2 separate regions of the Gasterosteus aculeatus genome follow, and region 1 is linked to region 2. A link is a contact called in public Hi-C data. All regions are on one chromosome and are shown on one strand. The core of a region is the stretch at or near the end of the contact, and the rest is flanking DNA. Distances in the headings are between cores, read along the strand shown. Region 1 has its middle 46 kb from the start of klf17. Region 2 holds the start of klf17 (Kruppel like factor 17).

Evidence for each region. Hi-C and Micro-C count contacts between places; a contact is called where the count stands out from the background.
Region 1: a Hi-C map of whole body shows a contact between it and region 2, with 4 times the contacts expected there. The contact joins the enhancer-like site here to the promoter of klf17 in region 2. A contact is called at or near these places in 5 of 6 Hi-C or Micro-C datasets (liver, skeletal muscle, tail fin and 1 more).

Annotation. Positions count from the first base shown.
Region 1 is chr3:5,366,399-5,369,444 of fGasAcu3.hap1.1, forward strand. No RefSeq gene overlaps it. Among protein-coding and RNA genes, the nearest start is that of klf17, 46 kb to the left of the region's middle. Within about 2 kb of position 1,528, at least 6 of the 9 cell types and tissues checked have open chromatin away from gene starts, as enhancers often do.
Region 2 is chr3:5,320,460-5,323,505 of fGasAcu3.hap1.1, forward strand. It overlaps klf17 (Kruppel like factor 17), which reads right to left and starts at 1,674. Exons shown (of 3, transcript XM_040172097.2): 1 at 1,451-1,674; 2 at 238-1,339; 3 at 1-128. The coding sequence starts at 1,525.

The sequences.
Region 1 (3,046 bases), core at 278-2,777, 46 kb after region 2:
CACTGATTTTACAATATGAGATGTTAATATTACAATCATGGTCAGAGGAAGGTTCAGGTTATGAAGTCATAATATTTCTTCTAATGTATTCAGAACGTAGCTAACACACGCGTTGCATCCTCCTGTGTGATTACAATACATGAAAAATTGTTGTATTTTCTCCTTTATTCAGGACTTTAGGACAAATATAAGACAAGAATATCAAGTGAAGTGAAAGAAAAAAGTTTGAAAACCTAATTACGTTCAGCTATGGACCGGCTGTGTTTTCATGCATGTAAACAATGAACTACATGTCATCCCACAGCAGAATTGTTATCAGATTTTTGGAGAAATTTTAGTTTAGTTAATACTTGTTATTTAGACAAAAATAGTTGTTCATCACTATATCCCAATGTATGATTTCATCATGGTACGATCCTGTGAAAAGGAAAAGTATTATTACATGAAATGACTGTAAAGGACAGGTGATTATTGGCCATGCTTCACAACACCGTGCACACGCTACCTGCCCCCCCCCCCCTCACACCTCCGTGGACACAACGGGGGTCTGCTCCTGTACGGCTCACGATGGGACTACCCATATCTGTAAAATTGGGGACGTCCGTCCCACAGAAGAATGAGGTCTGAGGACAACGTCTGCACTCTGCTAGTGCCGGGGGGGGGGTCAGGAGGGAGGAGACCCTCAACACTCACATACTAGTGTTCCACAAACCACTGTTACTGCTTTTCACCAGTATCTCATGTTGTCATCTCCCTTTCAAGATATGGGAACCTGTGGCAAGACCTGGAGACCCCCCCCCCCCTCTTTCCCTACTTCACTCAACCACACACACACACACACACACACACACACACACACACACAGTGGGCCAGTGTTCTCCCCCGGGGGGCTTGCCAAGATGAAAGGAGTGGTGGTGAAGGGGGCAGGAGGAGCAGATGAAACGGATGAGATGAGCCGGCTCCTTTTTGTCCACGTTTGTCGGATACTCGTATTCCTACTTTCAGCTTCAGCAGAAATGTATCAACGTCTGACAGCTTGACTTCAAGCACTCGTTGATCTGCATATCACTGATCTTGAATAACCTAGTACATTTCTTAGTAGAAAATGGTAAATGGTAAATGGACTGTACTTGCATAGCGCTTTTCTAGTCTTCTGACCACTCAAAGCGCTTTAACACTACATGACATCATTCACCCATTCACACCCATTCATACATTGCTGACAGGAGAACCATACACAGTGACACCTGCCATCAGTAACTACCATTCACACACTGTAGTCGCAGCTACAGGAGCAATGTTGGGTTAAGTGTCTTGCCCAATGACACAACGACATGCGGGTTAGCAGAGCCTGGGATCGAACCGACAACCCTCTGATTGGAGGACGACCGTGCTCCCCACTCACCCAAACTAACATGTTAATGGGAAATATCACGTATTTGTATCTAATAAAGATATAACTGTTTTTATCTATGAGACGCTGGGAGTCTGTTTGCTATCCAACACTGCCACTCTGTGGAAGGTTATTGTCCCTGCAGGACGACAGGTTTGCCCCCCCCCCTCGCCCTGCAGCATACCCTGTCACCACGACAATGCAAAAACTAAGACGTACAATTGAAGAAACTATCTATCAATCTTTGATGCTTCTGTGTCAATCTAATAGTCCAAACTTAACACACATTAAACTCTTAAGCGTCTTTTTTACATCTCCATGTAATCCCGTGATGACTTGTGGGTAATTCTCTTGTGAAAGGTCGGCACTCAATGCCATCTAACAGAAAGGGTTCATAAAGGGCTGGAAATGTCTCCACGAGAGCCTCGAACACAGAACCAAACCCTCATAATCGTCTCAGGGCTACAAGGAGGAAATAAATGATCAATATAATTACTCATACAATGGTTGTTTCCTAATATTGATATGAGTAATGATATTGATTATTGTAAATAAAAGTCTTCACTTGTAACAATGCCCCAAGGTACAAATGGTTAAAGTACTCAACATGTTACTTCTATTAAGTAGTCAAGTATAATCAGCAACATTTCAAATGAATTGAGGAGAAAGTATACAATTGCTCAGAATGAAAATACACGTACCTCAACAGGGAGTTTGCATACCACTGGCTTGCTGTCAATGTTCATTTTTTTTTTACAAAAGCGTCCTGCCATTATTTTCAATAACTTTAAAATGCCAATAATATTTGTCAAACATTTTGTCTCAAAAATGTCTCATTTATTGCACCCGCTCCCTTTCCCATTTCCAAACTTTGTATTATGTAACAATAGTCCCGTTTTCGCTCATCTAAAGCATACAATAGAATACGCACAAAGGACTTATCATCTTGTGCCTGTGGTTTTGGGTGGAGCGAGCTGAGGGGCTAAATGGCCTTAATGACTCTGAAGCAGCCTTCAGGGGGTTCTTCTATCAACTCGTTCAATTTCCTGCCGCTTTCTGCAGGCGCCTCTTGGATTGATGTCCTCCTACCTCGGGCACAAAACACAACAGACGTGCACACACACACACACACACACAATCACACACTCTGAACTGGCCACGTATTGTCTTCATCCATCCAGTAAGTAAGGTGGCTGAATCAATATGTAGTTTGTGTCAAACGCACACACACTGCTCTGTAGGGAAAACAGTTGTGATGATTTTAATTGTTAAAACTACAGCACATATTCTACTTGCATTAGTGACTCCTAACGTATTACTGAATACACTCTTTGATGATTGGAATCATAAGTGACTCCAGCCTGTTAGAATATATTCATAAAATGTTGCATGAGCCTATAACACCTCTAATTGTGTACACTTGCCATTTCGACGCAGAACTTGACCAACATACCTCCACTCATTAAATCCAGGCTCTGCTTTTATCAACGTGGTGGTTTTGTCAATGCGAGGAACTACTTTGTCAAGTGGAATGTTTGCTGCACATGTGGAAGCTGCAGGGCCGCGGGCGGAGGGATAAACGCGTTTCAGGTATTAATAAATCACAATTGTAACAGAATCAAACAGCTGCTTGGGGCCCTTTAGGAGTCCGGT
Region 2 (3,046 bases), core at 424-2,923:
CGCACGCTCGCACATGTGACACTGGAAAGGCCTGTGTCCGGTGTGTTTGCGGAAGTGACGGGTCAGCTCGTCCGATCTGGCGAACTTCCAGCCGCAGCCTTCCCAGTTGCAGTGGTAGGGCTTCTCACCTGAGAGACGTGAGCAAAACACTTTGTTTAGATTGCAGTGCAAGAACAACAGTCAAAAGAAAAGGGGCAAAAATGCTGACAATTGCGCTGTGTTCAGAAATGTGCTTACCCGTGTGAGTTCTCATGTGGGCTTTGAGGTGGGAGCTCTTGGTGTAGGTTTTCCCACAGCCGAGGAAGTCGCAGCTGTGCGTCGCGGCGCGTTTTCTGGCCCACGACCTGCGCCCGCGCTTCTGTTTGCCGCTCAACGCCTCCTCTTGTGCGTAGAACTCCAACAGTGATGGAGAAGACGGCGGGGTGAGCATCATTCCCTGCATGGATGCGGGATGCTGCTGCGGCTGGTGCTGGTGAACGCCGTACGGTCCTGGAAACTGCGCCACGCTCTGGTGCACGTACTGCGGCTGGTAGGGCGCGCTCATGTACTGGTTTTGCAGATGTTGTTGGCTATGGTGAGTGTTCATTTGCGCCATATGGCAGTCTGTGCGTCCCTGAGGTACAGAGTTCTGCATGGGGTGCGCGCTGAATCCCGGCAGAGCGCCTGGAACTGCAGCCTGGCGGTGCGTGTACACAGATTGCTGCACAGAGCGCATCTGGGCTCTCTCGTACATCTGTCCCATAAAGTCCCCGCAACCGGCGGCCACCATGCAGGACTGACCGACGGGCTCGCTTTTAATTTTGTATCCAAGCGGCGGAGGAGAGGCGGCCACTTGGTGATGAGTGGGAGCGGCCGGTGCGGAGACCGGATTCACTGCCCGCAGTTCGGTGTACTCGCGCCTGTCTCTCGCCTTCCCCGCGCACTCCGGCGAGCTCTCCCCCGGGTAGCGAATCTCCGTCGTGAGCAGCTCGGCCATGAGGCTGCGGACCGGACTCGAGTCCGCAAAGATACCCGCAACGTTGTAGCTCTGCGCGGCCAGGCCAGCGGGATTGTGCCCGCGGTCGCCGCCGTCCAACGCAGAACCCCCGCCGCAGCTCTCCGGCGACTCCGGCAGGGAGTACGCGCGCTGCTGCGGCGGAGAGACGCTCCCGCTGCTGCTCATTACATTGGAGTCGATGGTGTTGGACAAAATGAACTCGATGTCCAGGAACTTCCCGAGGTCGTCATCGTCTTTGGGCAGCGCGGCGGGGGCGCGCACGATGCTGAACTCCACTTCGAGGAGCGGGCTGGACGCGCTGCCTGTTGCGCCGCGGCGCGCATACTCGTCCACCTTGCACATCTGTTCGTGGGGAAGCAAACGGGGGAGTTAAAACCAACATTCCAGCTTGCGAGGCAACACAGTACATCTACACAGCAGGAAACAGACGCTGAGATGAAATCCTCTACTTACATGTTCGAACTGTTTGGCTTCCATGGCTTGGATGTTTGGAAAGGAGACAGGCGTCATCGCTTCAGCCAGAGCCATGCTGACCGGTTAGAAGTCTCGAAAACTAAAGTTAGAAACCGCAAACCCGAATTCTGCTAAACTCTGCTATGAATCCATGCAGCGTCCGTCTGTTTGACAGCAGCGGAACGTTATCGGAATGCGAGTGTCCGCCGCGCACACGCAGCGTCTTTATACCTCCTTCCAAAGGGGAGAGGCGGGGCTTCAGCCCTCCGTCCAAACCCCACGGCAACTAAATGGCGCAAACAAACATTGAGTGGCATTCAGGTGCGTCACGCAGGTAAGTCAGTAAAGCGCCCACAATAATGCCCCATGATTTGTCAACGCTGGGACACGAAGGGGGCAAATGAGTTCATGTTACATGTGCATGCTTTAAAAACTGGCCGGTCGTCAGTGGGGACGACTTTGTGAAGATGTTTAACTAACTGAGGTGCAAAAACACTCGGAGGCGGGTGCAGGGGGCCGACACTGAACGGGGCCAGCGTTCCAGTGCGTGCCAAGAGGCCAGCGTTCCAGTGCGTGCCAGGTCACTGAGGTGGCCGGAAGTCCTCGTGCGGAGTGTCATAAAGTGAAGACAAAATGAACAATTTTATGAGGACAAGTCTGACATCACTCGCCGCCCTTCGGACGTGGAGAAATGTCCCCCAGCGGTTTCGTCCCCCCGCGCTCTTCGAAAGCGCACCCGCAGCTCACCTCATTAATTTGTCCCTGGCAGATCCCTGCACGTTCACCGCAAACGTGTGAAGTGGCGGCTCATCGAAACAACCGGCTAATCTGGTTGTCAACAAAGCTGTCCGTGTTTCTTAATGACCCCCCTCCTCCCCCCCCACGCGGTCCCGAGAGTGCCGTGAAGTGTTCAGGTGCCTGAGAAGCGCCCACAGGAAAGAATTAGACCAAGAAATGGTTTCACTTACTCTTTCAGGTCTTACTGAAGTTTGAGTACCGAGCTTTACTATTTGGTGTCTTTATTTCGGGGTTATATTAACATACATTCCAGGTAAAATATATACTCGAATAGGTTTTTTAAATAGGGAATCTTAATGTAATGACTGTGTTCTGTGTGTGTTCGCTAATTGCTTGTTTTTATTTATTTAGCTTTTAGGATTAAAAAAAACATTTTATGTAAAGTGACGTAAGCATTTGGAAAAGCGCTATATAAATTAAATGTATTATTATTAAGTATTCCAACTATTAGGTTGAAAAGTTTTTAAAAATCATAAAAAGAAACAAGCAAATTGAATGAGTGGTACTCTTTAATTTGTGCATGGACATCCCTCTGTGTTTAATAATTAAGATAACATGCTGTACATGTCTGTGTCTGTAAAATACTATTTAGGAAAAAAAAGGGAATATATATATTATTTAAGGTTGTATAAGATTATTTCTGTATTTTGTTACATCTATTTCAAGTTTATTAACGTCAGCACAAGCAATGTAAGTTGTTTAGTGATTGTCATTCTAAGTTTATTCTAACGAAGAAAAAAAACAAAACAACAACATGTAATTAAAAAAGAAAGTATTTTTTGACAATAGAAAAAAAAT